Regions from separate parts of the Mus musculus genome. Here region 2 is linked to region 1. Evidence: chromatin contacts called from public promoter capture Hi-C data. All regions are on one chromosome and are shown on one strand. The core of a region is the stretch at or near the end of the contact, and the rest is flanking DNA. Distances in the headings are between cores, read along the strand shown.

The links. Capture Hi-C pulls out chosen DNA fragments and counts their contacts.
Region 2: a promoter capture Hi-C map of adipose tissue shows a contact between it and region 1. The contact joins the promoter of Uty here to the promoter of Kdm5d in region 1. A contact is called at or near these places in 9 of 39 promoter capture datasets (the C10 cell line, cranial neural crest, frontonasal cranial neural crest and 6 more), 5 of 115 datasets of contacts at active chromatin or transcription factors (the 230-238 cell line, astrocytes, bone marrow-derived dendritic cells and 2 more) and 2 of 9 other capture datasets (adipose tissue and liver).

Annotation. Positions count from the first base shown.
Region 1 is chrY:892,759-900,239 of GRCm38.p6, reverse strand. It overlaps Kdm5d (lysine (K)-specific demethylase 5D), which reads right to left and starts at 2,452. Exons shown (of 26, transcript NM_011419.3): 1 at 2,125-2,452; 2 at 1,613-1,690; 3 at 690-812; 4 at 283-453. The coding sequence starts at 2,274.
Region 2 is chrY:1,241,005-1,248,156 of GRCm38.p6, reverse strand. Uty (ubiquitously transcribed tetratricopeptide repeat containing, Y-linked) reads left to right here and starts at 2,398. Exons shown (of 27, transcript NM_009484.3): 1 at 2,398-2,750; 2 at 2,938-3,001. The coding sequence starts at 2,605.

The sequences.
Region 1 (7,481 bases), core at 1,203-3,702:
TCAGATAACAACCTGATGTAATTGCACTTCTTTTTCTAGGATGTGATTTGGTTCATAATAATAACTTCCCATGACAGAAAGGAACTCACTAAAGTTTACTGACCATAGACTGAACAATAAAGCTTTTTATAAGCAAGTTTCCAAAGGCCTATTCCTAAAAATTTAAAATATAACAAATTTTAATTTTCTAACAATTCAAAATAAATGCCAATTACAAAGAAAAAAGTAAAAACGAAAGAAATCAAATCTTGTATCAAGCTCCAAGTCAGTTATGACCCTCACCACAAGATTAGCTCCAGACTGAAATATTTCATAAGGGTAAATGATCCGTTCGTAGTGGGACCGAAGCAGGGAACCAATGTTTTTCCCTGATGGGTAATTAAGGCGTTGGGCAACACGGGCCCACCGACGGTCCTTGCAGATTGCTTCATATCCACCTTCCTCCATCACAATCTAAATGGACAAGAAAATATATACGTAAACAGTGAACACACTGGAAACATCTGAACCCTCCAGTGACCCTTAATGCAGGAAACATAGCATGTCCTTCAAATATCACTTCCTTAACCACTGTATAACTCATATCAGGGTTGTTGCCAGGTTATATTGTACTCCTTTCTAAGCAAATATAAATGGAAGTATGTTTTATAGTTATGGCTTATTTTTTCTCAAATGTTAACTAATCTTACCTTATTAAGGCTGTAAAGGTCCAAGATCTTCCTCTCCACATTAGGTATCTTTAAGGAAGAACCTTGAATTTCCCAGAACTTTGCAATCTGATCCAAATAGTTCAGTTTTACTCTGGTCTGGGCCTGGGAAAGAAAACGGTCAATAAATTAGAACTACTTTTTGCCCCCACTTTGTACTTATCTTTCCTTGCTTTTTTAAAAAATATTTTAAAATTATAATAGCATCATTGCCCCCTTAAACAAACTGGTATGCTACTCCTTGTGAGGCACTATTTCTCCCACTTTTAGTCTTCCTTAGTGCCCTGTAGTTATTTGTCTAAGGTGAGGCCTCCTTAGTTTTCTACTTTTAATAGTACCATACTATTGGTGTCATTCCTGTTTAGATCATGTTTCCACTCCCATGTTGATAAGACTTCTCAACCTCAAAGCAAACTTTCATTTCCTCTGCTCTTTCAATATCACTACTCCCTCTTCCACAATAATCTCTTAAGACCTAGGTGCAGGAAGGAATAAACTAGAAAAGTAAAAGGCAGCCACTTCAGAGTGGGTATGAGGAAGCAATAGAGGAGACTAGAAGGATGTAAGTAACCTTAAAAAAGAAATAAGAAAAACGGAGTATGGAACTTTAATTATACCTCTTGTATAACTTATTTTTTTATTTTTAGGCAAAGGTTATCCTATCTTTACTTTCTTTGTAGCTTTAACCTTAGTCTATCATATAATGGAATGTTGAAACCTTCATGTTCTGGAATTTTATAAACCTATATTGTGTTTTAAAGAAGGCACTGTCATAAATTAATATTTTTAAGAAATGATATGTGGGGTTGCAATAAACAATGTTTGATATCAGAAACTAAATACAAGTCATTGTTGTAACAGCAAAGATTAGAATTCCAATTGTTATATAAAAGCACATTTCTTACCTCCAGTTCATTTAGCCTCTGAATTCGAGGAGTAAATCTGAAGTTATCAACTTCTACAGCAAAAGGAGGTTGCCAATCCTAGAAGCCAATTAGTAGTAGTTCATGGTAAAACTATGTGAATGCATGTCCTGCCAATCAACAGATATTTAACCTGAAGCAAGGATCCCACACCCTTTTCATTTTACTTGAAACTGAGAAAGTGACCAATAAATATAACAATATAAACTTGTATAATATATTTTTCCAGTTATAAATGAGACTGCTAGTATACTGAATTTTTCTTAGTTGAAACATGGTACAGACAACCCATTAACTGAAAATGTATTAACTGCACATCTGCAGAAGCATTTCAAGTTCTAACCACAAGGAATCTGGATGGCTGGAGGACTTTTCTACAGTATGAAAGGAGTAGGTAAAAAGATTCAAAACGCCTACATAAATCTAAGGCCTTGTTAAGGGATCATCATCATCATCATCATCATCATCATCATCATCTCATTTCAGAGGCTTACCGCAGGTGGGCGTATCTTGCAAATGCCTGATTTCTCCGCAATGGGTCTGATTTTAGCTATATAGCCAAGAGGATCGCGGAATTCCGCCCAACTGGGCTCAAACACAGGGCACTCAGGCGGCGGTAGAAAGTCGTCAGATCCTGGCTTCATGTTCGCTCAAAACGCGGTTATAAAAAGTGATTCGATATTAAAGGGCGAATGGAATTGCCTACTCACTGCGTGGCACCCAGGAACTTTATTTTCTTCTAAATTTCAGAGTTTGCTTAATTCCACATTCTTACAAATATTCACCTCCTCGTTCGGTTCCACCATTTTTAGATCACAATGTGACACGAGATGTGTCGCTCCGCTGACTTATTTTTCAAGCGTTATTTATAAATCTGGAAGTCGTTTCACACATAGGTAAAAGTTGAAGCTACAGAAACGAAACGACCAAAGGAAAACAGACACAAACTAATTTATCTTCTTCATTAAACTGTATTTAAAAAAGAAAAAAAAACCGACTGCTTAGATAAATACTTAGCCGGATCTTTTTTCTTTTAAAGATATCACTGCACGCGAGCGCCTGCGCAGTAGAAAGCTAACAACCCGGAAGCAATTTGGCTGCGCTAAAGTGTCTGCCGGAACTCCCTCTTTATGAAAATAGTAACAGGGGTTCTCTTCTCTCTTCTCTTTCTCTTCTCTTCTCTTTCTCTTCTCTTCTCTTCTCTTCTCTTCTCTTCTCTTCTCTTCTCTTCTCTTCTCTTCTCTTCTCTTCTCTTCTCTTCTCTTCTCTTCTCTTCTCTTCTCTTCTCTTCCCTTCTCTCCTTTTTATTTTATTGGTTTTTTTTTTGGGGGGGGGAGAGGGGATTTTTTTTTTTTTGTCCTTACTCGACCAAGTGGCAAGACCTTGACTTTGTGGAAGTTAGTCGGTGACTATAATTCTAGTGCCCCAGTATTTCCATGCACATTATTTAACACTGTACTTGCTATGCATACATTTATTATAATATTTATACATATTCAAGATTAAATTTCACAACAATATCTTCCATAAAAAACTGAAATTTAGCCGGGCGTGGTGGTGCACACCTTTAATCCCAGCACTTGGGAGGCAGGATTTCTGAGTTCAAGGCCAGTCTAGTCTACAGAGTGAGTTCCAGGACAGTTAGGGCTACACAGAGAAACCCTGACTCGAAAAACGAAAACAACCAAATAACCAAACAACCACCCCCTCCCCCCAAATGTAATACCGGACATACTGTATGGAGAATAGGTATGTTATTTACATGCACAAGTACTGGTAAGTAAATCTTTTACTACATGAAAAACTAAGAAAACTTTCTGAGATACTCAGAAATAAAGTTTGTTGCTTTTTTAAGGTAGCAGACACAATTTTGAACAAACAGAAAACCATATTCTCTCTGGAAAATCATCATGACAGATTTTCTTCCTCTCTTTCTCTCTCTCTCTCTCTCTCTCTCTCTCTCTCTCTCTCTCTCTCTCTCTCTCTCTCTCTCTCTCTCTCTCTCCCTCCCTCCCTCCCTCCCTCCCTCCCTCCCTCCCTCCCTCCCTCTCTCTCTCTCTCTCTCTCTCCTCCTTTCTCTTCCTCTCTCTGTTTAAGCAAAGAATTCCACTATTTATGCTGAACAAGCTGTGTAGACCTCATTAAATTACTTTTTGCTTTTTAAACACCCTGTTCTACATTTCAGTTTTTAACTGTGTTTATAACTTTTTACATGTCTGTTACTAAGGGAAATCCAAGTACTTTGCAGTTTTATAATCTTCGAAGATTTTCCTTCCTTTTTTCTTTCTTTTGTCTTATTTTTGTTTCTGTTGTGCCTCAATAAAGTAGGTAAACACATCTGGTTGGTTTTCAACCCAAGATAAGGAAGGGGGTGGTGGAGGTGGTGGTGTCTATTTTACACATCAAAGCAGACCTAGCCTCCAGGTTCTCCCTATCTGGCACACCCTCCCTTCCCCCCTCCCCCATCTTGAACTTCCCAGCCCAGCGGCTGGGCTGTCCTTCTCCCAGTGGCTCTTCCCTATGCATTCCAGACAGTATGGTAGATCTTCTTCTCTTCTCTCTGCCTGGGTGCCCTTTTTCTCTTTTCCCCACCAACATACACTTCCCATGGCAACTTCTATAGCCTCCTTTTTTGAGGCCAGCACACTTACCCGAGAGCAGTTTCCCAGAAAACCTACATGTAATATAATCTAATTTGTATTAAGTTGGCTTATTTCACTGGCAGAGAAATAACCTATGAATACCTCAACACCACCTTTATACTTTCAAATTCATTATGTAATATCCTTTCTTGTATATTTTGAACAATATACACACAAAAAATCTTTCTCCTGAGTCACTCTCTGTCCCTGCAACTCTTAGCTCTGCCTCCCTTTTCCCTGTCCTCCTGCTGCACTTATATTTTAATGTTATTGGACAGAGAAAATCCTGCCACTGGCCTTGGACAACATGCTTGGTTATAGATGATGACTGATTCAGGCTTCATATCCCTCATTGCTATTAATCTTATCTAGGGTCACCTTCTTAGATTTCAGCGATTTTCCATTGCACAAAGTTTCTTTCTTTTCTTTTCTTTTCTTTTCTTTTCTTTTCTTTTCTTTTCTTTTCTTTTCTTTTCTTTTCTTTTCTTTCTCTTTTTTTTTCAAGACAGGGTTTCTCTATATAGCCCTGGCTGTCCTGGAACTCACTTTGTAGACCAGGCTGGCCTCAAACTCAGAAATCTGTCTGCCTCTGCCTCCCAAGTGCCCAAGTGCTGGGATTAAAGGTGTGCACCATGCCACACCAACACACCCCGCCGCAAAGTTTCTACCTTGACTGGAAAATGCATTCCAATTTTACTTGTCTTCCCCCACTATGATCTCCCTCTATCTTCACCACACAACATTCTTGTGTTCCCATCCCCTCTCATCATATCTCTCTTTCCAGAGAGATCCATTGGTCCCTGTTTGAGCCATCTTTATTTTGAGTCTCTCTGGGTCTGTGGATTGTAGCATAATTACCCTTTACTTTAGAGCTAATATCAAACTTATAAGTGAATATATACCATTTTTAAAAAGATTAATTTGTTTTATGTATATGAGTACACTGTCACTGTCTCTTCAGACACACCAGAAGAGGGTATCAAATACCATTACAGATGGTTGTGAGCCATCATGTGGTTGCTAGGATTTGAGCTCAGGACCTCTGGAAGATCAGTCAGTGCTCTTAACCACTGAGCCATCTCTCCACACACACACCCCTGTTTTTATACAGTTTCATTTGTATATAGTCTAAATAACCTTACATAGGGTGATTTTTTTTTTGTTTCCATCCATTTGTCTACAAATTTCATGATGTTATTTTTTTAACAGCTTCGTAATATTCCAGTATATAAATGTACCACATTTCTTTAACAAATCCTTGGTTGGGAACACCTACGATGTTTCCAGAGTTTCTATCTATTGTTAATAAAGCTGCTATAAACATAGTTCAGAAGATGTCTTTGTGATAGCATGGAGTGCCCTGTGGGTATATGCCCAGGAGTATTGTTGCTGGGAATTCAGGTAGACTGATTCCTGCTTTTCTGGGGAAAAAGTCATGGAAATCTCCTACCTATCACCCCTGTAAAATAAAAATAAAGAATCAGATTATATATTTAGAACATGTAAGTTGCACAAGATATATTTTATCATTCCAAAATATAGAGGATGAGGACCAAATAGACCAAAGGACTATTAAAAACCAGTTGGGCAAATTCTGCATCTCTATGTTTGATTTCAAAGTGTTTTTAGATCTCCATTCATCTTTGTTGATTATATTGGTTCCACACTCTGTTAGCAGAATACATTAACAGGTATGCCATGACTCTAGAATCTCCAAAATCTTGGGATCTGCAAGGCAATCCAAGCAAGGATTCAACAAAACCAATAGCTGATTCATAGAGAAAAACAAGATAGATATACCCTTAGCCAATCTAACTAAAGGACACAGAGATGGTATCAAAATTAACAAAATCAGAAATGAACATGGAGACTTAACAAGAGAAACTGAGGAAATTTTTTAAAAAATGAGGTCTTACTATAAAAGCCTATACTTGACAAAACTGGAAAATTTAGATGAAATGGACAATTTTTTAGACAGATACCACCACATAACAAAATTAAATCCAAAGTTAATCAAGATCAAGTAAACTATCTAAATACTCCTATAACCCCTAAGGAAATAGAAGCAGTCATTAAAAACCTCCCAATTAAAAAAAAAAAAAAAAAGCCCAGAGGAAGATGGTTTTAGTACAGAATTCTGCCAGACTTTGAAAGAAAAACTAATATTAACACTCCCCAAACTGTGTCACAAAATTGAAACAGAAGGAACACTACCTAATTCATTCTTTGAAACCACGGTCACTCTGATACCTGAAGCACACAAAGGCCCAACAAAGAGAGAGAACTTCAGATCAATTTTACTTCTGAATATTAGTGCAAAAATGTTCAATAAAGTTATTGCAAACTGAATTCAAGAACACATCAAAAACATCATTCTCCATGATCAGGTAGGCTTCATCCTAGGGATGCAGGGATGGTTCAATATGCAAACATCTATCAATGTAGTTCAGTATGTAAACAAACTGAAAGAAAAAAAAATCACATGGTCATCACATGATCATTCCATTAGATGCTGAAAAAGTCTTTGACAAAAACCAACACTCCTTCATGTTAAGCATCTTGGAGAGATCAGGAATTCACACCACCAATCTAAACAAAATAAAAGAAATAGACTGCAAGCCAACAGCCAACATCAAATTAAATGGAGAGAAACTTGAAACAATCCCACTAAAACCTGGCACAAGTTTGTCCACTCTTTCCTTATTTACTCAATATAGTATTTGGAGTTCTAGCTGGAGCAATTAGACAACTAAAGGAGATCAAGGGGATAAAAATTGCAAAGGAAGAAGTCAAGGTATCACTCTTCGTGGATGATAGAATAGTATAAATAAGTCACCCCCCAAATTCTACCGGAGAAGTCCTACATGTGATAAACAACTTTAGCAAAGTGGAGTGATATACAGTTAGCTCAAACAAATCAGGAGTATCCTTTATACAAATGACAAATGGGCTGGGAAAGAATTAAGGGAAACAACAACCTTCACAATACCACAGATACTATAAAATAGCTTGTGTAACTCTAACCAATCAAGTGAAAGATCTAGGGGCTGGAGAGATGGCTCAGCGGTTAAGAACACTGACTGCTTTTCCAGAAGTCCTGAGTTCAATTCCCAGCAACCACATTGTGGCTCACAACCATCTGTAATGAGGTCCGACTCCTTCTTCTGATGTCTGAAGGGAGCAATGGTGATGTACTCATATGCATAAAA
Region 2 (7,152 bases), core at 1,149-3,648, 350 kb before region 1:
CAACCTGGCATTCTGTCTCCAAACCTAAACTTTTCAGGTCAGAGGCTGGGCTACCTTTCCCCCAGAAGCTTCTCCCTATATAATCCAGACATTTGGACAATGACTCCCCCCCCCATGTCCCCCTCCTTTTCCTTTTCCTCCTCTTCTTCCTCTTCCTCCCCACCTTGTCTTATCCTCTTTCTCTCTCTCTGTCTATCTCTCTCTCTCTCTTCTCCCTTCTCTGTGTACATGAGCTTTCTCTCTCCATGGTAACTTCCCTGGCCTCAGTTATTGGGGCCAGTGAACTTGCCCAAGAGCAGCTTCCCAATAAGCCTGCCTATATATAAAATATTAAAGACCTGTTCCACAATATCCAACTAAAGCAAGCTTTATTTAACACTGACTAGGAAGTTCAACACTGACTACATTCATGCCAGGATTCCAAGAGAAATGGCTTTGAATTAAAATCAGTCATGTGATCATGCAAAGAAACCTCTACAAATCTATGAACTTTCCATATTTGTCCAATTAGGGGTAAGCATACATCCTCACTGACTTCCTGTCTGCATATTTCTCACCTGTGTGTGATCAAGCATATCCTGAGCACTTGGGGCAACAAACCTTGCTATTGAACTAAAACACAACCTCCAGTATTCTGCAGTTATTTGTCCTTAGGTAAGTGTAGCATACACATTAACTTTAAAGAATTCCCAGAGCTGATTTTTTGTTTGTTTGTTTGTTTGTTTGTTTGTTTGTTTTTGAGAGAAAGTTTTTCTGTGTAGCCCTGGCTGTCCTGGAACTCACTCTGTAGACCAGGCTTCCTCAAACTCAGAAATCCACCTGCCTCTGCCTCCCAAGTGCTGGGATTAAAGGCGTGCACCACCACGGCTGGCTCTGACTTTTTTTTTTTTTAAGAGTTACTTTATTTATATGAGTACACTGTTACTGTTTTCAGACACCCCAGAAGAGGGCATTGGATCCCATTACAGATGGTTGTGAACCACCATGTTGGTGGTGGGAATTGAACTCAGGACCTCTGGAAGAGCAGTCAGTGCTCTTAACCATACCATGCAGTTAGTATCTGAGAGTAAAGTAGCAGAAGCTATACACCGTCTGAGAATCAATTCTTGTAGTGTAGGCTTCTGGAGTCCCAGAAACTGCTTTTCAAGTTAAATTGGGTGCAGGGAGGGAGGGGGAGAATAGGTCTAATTGTTTCTGAAACCTTTTGGCAGAAGGGTAAAAGATAAGTCAGATTGCCTGTTTTTTGCATCTTATGGCTTCCAGGTCTGCAAAGTGTTTTAGAAGCTTCCTAGAATTTTGTTATGGAAGCTTTTGAAAAGACTTAGACATGTTTTGTGGACCTGGTTTGGGGGTAGGGAATTTACTTGAAGAGGGATTAGGTAGTGTTTGCTAGCCAGTCTTCAATACAATTCAAGTTTAAGGTCATCTTAGATTTATAAATATTTGTGTTGGAGACTTGTGATACTGGTTTCTGAGATGGGGAACTAGGTTTCCTTGTGAAGGTCCAGGCCCAGTAAGTAATGGTAATACAAGTCAATTCAAAACTCCTGAGAACAGCAAAATTGGAACTTGTCTTATTATATTTTTTATTATTGTATTATATATAAATGAATGCTCCTCTTACAAAGTGTTGGATCATATTTACAAATTTTAGCTACAACAACCAAAAGGTCAAAAGAAATGGTATTGTTCTCAAATGGTTACTGCATCTTCAAAATGCAATGAGGGATTCCCCCGTCCTTCCCCCCCCCCCGCCCCCTCACGTCACTCCTTGCCCCCGCAGGGATAACCTTTGTGAGGGACTGTTCATTCACTATGATCTGTTGTTTAAGGACAAAGTCATGTGACTTTTATAAAGTTTTTTTGGTTTGATGTGGTTGAGTGGATGGGTAATTAATGAGTTTAGCTATGGTGGTGACAAAAAAACACGACCCAGTTACTCATTGAGGATGATTTCAATTTTAGCTGAATACATTTTGTTTTCCCAACGTGTGTGTCATTACTTCAAGATCTTAATTTTAAAGTTTGCTAGAATTAGTATTAAGGAGCACCGATTCTGGGAACTTAACAGAAGGTGTTCTGTAAGGCAAGAGGAAAATTTTTTTTTTTAACTATTTGGTCTCTAATTGGCTTTCATGTGCCCTAAAAACCGATGTTTGATGTATTTTTTCTTAGTGCTCTTTGTTCCTTGTGAGATCAGTATAGCAATTAAATGAAAGGGTCTGGATATCTAGTGTGGAATAAGAAAGAGTTACAAAGCATACCTAAAACTAATTTCACTGTGGTCGGTAGGTAGAGCTCTTAGGCTGACATCACGAGCTAGCGAAGTAGCAAGTTTAGCTGCACTGGTGATGACGCAAGTCAACAAAAGTCACGTGGGATAAAACGGTTGCTTCCATTGGAAAGCCTGGCTTTAGGGAGAGGTTATGGACGTTACGTGCGGTTCACACTGACGGTATTATAACAACTTTATGCGGATGCTAGCGAAGTTTGATATTCTAAGAACTTCGCTTAGGTTCTGCAACAATGAGTTCTTCTTGCGTTCACCATCTGCGTGGTAATGTGACCAGATAGCCTCTGCCGCTTTCTCCTTTGCCAGTTTCCATGAAATCTTACGGATTATCTCTCACTACTGCTGCCCTAGGTAATGAGGAAAAGAAAATGGCGGCGGAAAAGGCTAGAGGCGAGGGCGAAGAGGGGTCCTTCAGTCTCACAGTCGAAGAGAAGAAGGCGCTTTGTGGATTAGATAGGTACGCACTGCTAATACTTACAGGTTGTCTTTCTCTCTCCGGGTTCAAAAGACTCTCCAGGAGGCCTGACTGCATCTTGCTTGCGGTGACGACTCGCTTTCGCCTAGCACTGTTAACAATGTTTTGGGAGATTTTTTACTGATGTCTTTCTGTGATCATTAACAAGAGCCATGTATTTCTTCCACAGCAGCTTCTTCGGGTTCTTGACCCGATGCAAAGATGGCGCCAAGATGAAGACGCTGTTGAACAAGGTCAGCAACTGTTTAAACATAATTACTTATATTTTTCTCCTAAGCTTTTCACTGTTCCAAGCCTGGAGCCTCTCCCTACTCTGAAAGTGCTCATTATAGCTTTTAGGGATCTTTGAAACTTTTTTTTTCCTTCCCCGTTTCTCCTTTCTTGGCTTACTTTCCTGATAGTTTGAGGCCCTGCCTCAGCATACAGCCCAGAGCACTGCTTATTTTGCAGTTTTTCTGAGGTCAGCTATATCCTCCAGTTACTCATCTCAAGTTATGAGAAGACGCTTGGTTGTTGCAGCCTCTTGTGATATACACACGTTTTATTATTTTCCCATAAGGGACAAGTTATAGGTAAGGAGATAAAGAGTTTCCGTACTTAAAAAGAATTTTTTACGATGCAGTAGTAATACTATGCAGAAATAATACTGAATTCCAGTTTGGAATGTTAATTTTTTTTTTTTTTTACTTCCTTGTAGTTTATTTTCCAGAGAGTGAGAGAGCACACGGCATTTCCTTTGTGAAACTTTGCATTGTCATTTAGTTATTGGCTGCTGGTATCAATCAAGATGGTGGGAAATAGAGGGAGGAGAGGGGAAATGAAACAGTTTTAGAAAGGAAACAGGGTAGTTTTACCAAGAAAATATTAAACCTAGCAAGTACAGGTTAATGAAAAGTATTCCCCATTACTTAAAAGGAGAATTATCAAGTCTTTTTAAACCTTTAAAAAAAGATTCTTAGCCGGGCGGGGTGGCACATGCCTTTAATCCCAGCACTTGGGAGGCAGAGGCAGGCAGATTTCTGAGTTTGAGGCCAGTCTGGTCTACAGAGTGAGTTCCAGGACAGCCAGGGCTACACAGAGATACCCTGTCTCAAAAAAAAAAAAAAAATTCTTAAAGGTAACATATTTAGATACTTGTAAACCATAGCAAAAAAAGCACAGATCTGTGACATACATACTTGTTACCATTATATAGTTTCCGTTCTAATGAAAATCAGTGATTATAAACTTGATAATTTCATACCACCAATGAAGTATTAATAGTATTCTTTTTTGGTTTTTGGAGACAGGGTTTCTCAGTATAGCTCTGGTTGCTATACAGTTAATAGTGTTCTTAACATATATGTGTATATATAAATTTATGTATGTATGTATATATATATATACATATATATATATGCATATTATGCACACATAATTTTTGGTTTGGTTTGGTTGTGAGCCTAGCCTTTAAGGACTGAGTCCAAGATTTAAACACTCTTCAGGTGATATGTATAGAAACATATTTCTGTTTACTAGTAGGTTGCTAGGTTTCTGGTGTACAGTGGGTAATTTTAAATTTGATGTTAACCTCCACACTCTTTTAAGATTTCATGGTAAAAGCTTAAAGAAATGATTTTGTCTAGTTTTTATTTTTATTTTTTAATTTTTTTTATTTTTTTGGTTTTTGGAGACAGGGTTTCTCTGTATAGCTCTGGCTGTCCTGGAACTCACTTTGTAGACCAGGCTGGCCTCAAACTCAGAAATCTGCCTGTCTCTCCCTCCTGAGTGCTGGGATTAAAGGCATGCACCACCACGCCTGACGTGGTTTTTAAAGATATAATTATTTAACTATATCTTAGCATTTCTTTTTTTTTTTTAGAGTAGTAATTCTTATATTATAAAAAAGACTTGGTGTTGAATGTATTTTTGGAGTGACTACAACAACTATGTGTGATCCTGTTTGTCCTAGAACTCACAGACAGAAATATCACTTTCTCTGCTTTCTCATTGCTCATTGCTAAGATTAAAGCCCTGTTTTCCTAAAACTGGCTTCTTTTAAATTTAATAATTTTGTATATATTCATGTCTGGAAGTTATAGGACAAATTGTGGAAGTCAGTTTTCTTCTTCTATCATGTCAGGGCTGGAGGCAAGTCCTTTTACTAGCTAAGCCACTTCCTTGAACTTTCAGTTTATGTGTATAGTGTTTCTACTGCTTGTAGGTCTATTCCACTTGAGTGTCTGGTTCTACTAAGGAGTTTAGAAGAGACAGACCTATGGAACTGGAATTAGTGAAGGTTGTGAGCTTCACTAATCAAACCAGTGTTCTCTTGCAGAGCTCTTTAGTTTATTTAAGTAGCATATATTTTTCAGGTGCTTTGTAATATCAATTTATATGTTAGTAAACTGTTTTCAAATATTGAAATAACAGGTATTTTTTAACTAATTGCAACAGCATTTTAAAAATGAGAAGTTAAAAACAAAATATGAGAAACTATCAAGTGCCACTGTTCTTAGAACATTTATGAGTTGTGCCTTTATTAAACATTGAGTAATATGTATTTTTGTTTTAGATCAGTCTCAGCCTTTCTAATGCAGTTTCTCATGTTGTGATGACCCCCAACCATAAAATTATTTTTGTTGTTATTCATAACTAATTTTGGTGCTGTTATGAATCATTATGTAAATATCTGAATAGTTTATTAGTGACCAAAAAGGTATTTTGACCCATAGGTTGAGAACCATTATTTTAGACACTGTCTTAGTCTATATTTTGTTGCCCAGAATAGCTTTAAATTTGAAGAAGTACTCATCTCTCAGCCTCCAAGTATTGAGATTTCAGGCATGAGCCACTACTCTTTAACAGTTATTAAAATGTATTACAATTATAATTTAAAATGACAAGTATTAAAAACTGAAATATAGGGCTGGTGAGATGGCTCAGTGGGTAAGAGCACCCGACTGCTCTTCCGAAGGTCCAGAGTTCAAATCCCAGCAACCACATGGTGGCTCACAACCATCCATAACGAGATCTGACTCCCTCTTCTGGAGTGTCTGAAGACAGCTACAGTGTACTTACATATAATAAATAAATCTTTAAAAAAAAAAAAACAAAAAAAAACCTGAAATATATAAAGGGCAATTGATGGATGGTGGTGGAATATCCCTTTATCCTAGCACTGTGCAGAGGCAGTTGGGTCTCTTATAAGTTTGAGGCCAGCCTGATCTACATAGCAAGTTTCAGGACAGCAAGATTAGACAGAGAAACCTGCCTCAAAAAAGGACAATTTGTTTTTAAGCCTGACAGTGGTGGCATACACCTTTAAACCCAGCACTTGGGGGACATAGGCAGATAGATCTTTGTGAGTTTGAGACTAGCCTGGTCTACAGAGAAAATTTCAGGATAGTCAGAGTAACAGAGAAAAAGTTCAAAAACAAAAAAACAGAAGAGTCATATGACAGTGTTTTAAATCTGCAAGTAAGCAAGTATTTTCAGGTGATATGCTGATACTTTATTGTAACGGCAGAATTCAGAGGGCTGAAAAAGTCGTTTTTTGAGTCAGACCTGTGGCAAGTGCCAAGTGCTTTTACTTCCTGAGTTATCAAGTGGCTAATAATAATAATAACAATAATAAAAATAATAAAATATAATTATTAAAATAATAAAGTTGTTGTTGTTCTTCTTCCTTCTTTCTCCTCCTTCTTCTTCCTTCTTCTTCCTCCCTCCTTCCTCTCTTCTTCTTCTTCCTTCTTCCTTCTTCTTCTTCCTTCTTCCTCCTCCCTCCTTCCTCCTTCCTTCTCCCTCCTTCCTCACTTCTTCTTCTTCTTCTATTATTATTTTGGGGTAGAGTCTCACTTTGTAGTTAGTGTAGACCATAGACTGGCCTGGAACTCAGTACAGGAAAGAAAGCTGTATGCCAGGGGCTGGAGAGATGGCTCAGTGGTTAAGAGCACTGACTGCTCTTCTGAAGGTCCTGAGTTTATACCAGCAACCACATTGTGGCTTACAAGCATCTGTAATGGGATCTAATGCCCTCTTATGGTGTGCCTGAAGACAGCTACAGTGTACTTAGATATAATAATAAATAAATCTTTAGGCCAGAACAAAGTGAGCAGAAATCCTGAATTCAAATTCCCAGCAACCACATGAAGGGAAGAGACTCTGGTTGCACACATTGACTTTCTTTTTTTTTTTTTTTTTTTTTTGGTTTTTCAAGACAGGGTTTCTCTGTGTAGTCCTAGCTGTCCTGGAACTCACTCTGTAGACCAGGATAGCCTCAAACTCAGAGATCCATCTGCTCTGCCTCCCAAGTGCTGGGATTAAAGGCATGCACCACCACTGCCTGGCTAAAATGGTCCTAAAATGTCTGTAAAGACATTTCCAATTATTTTAGTCTCAGGCT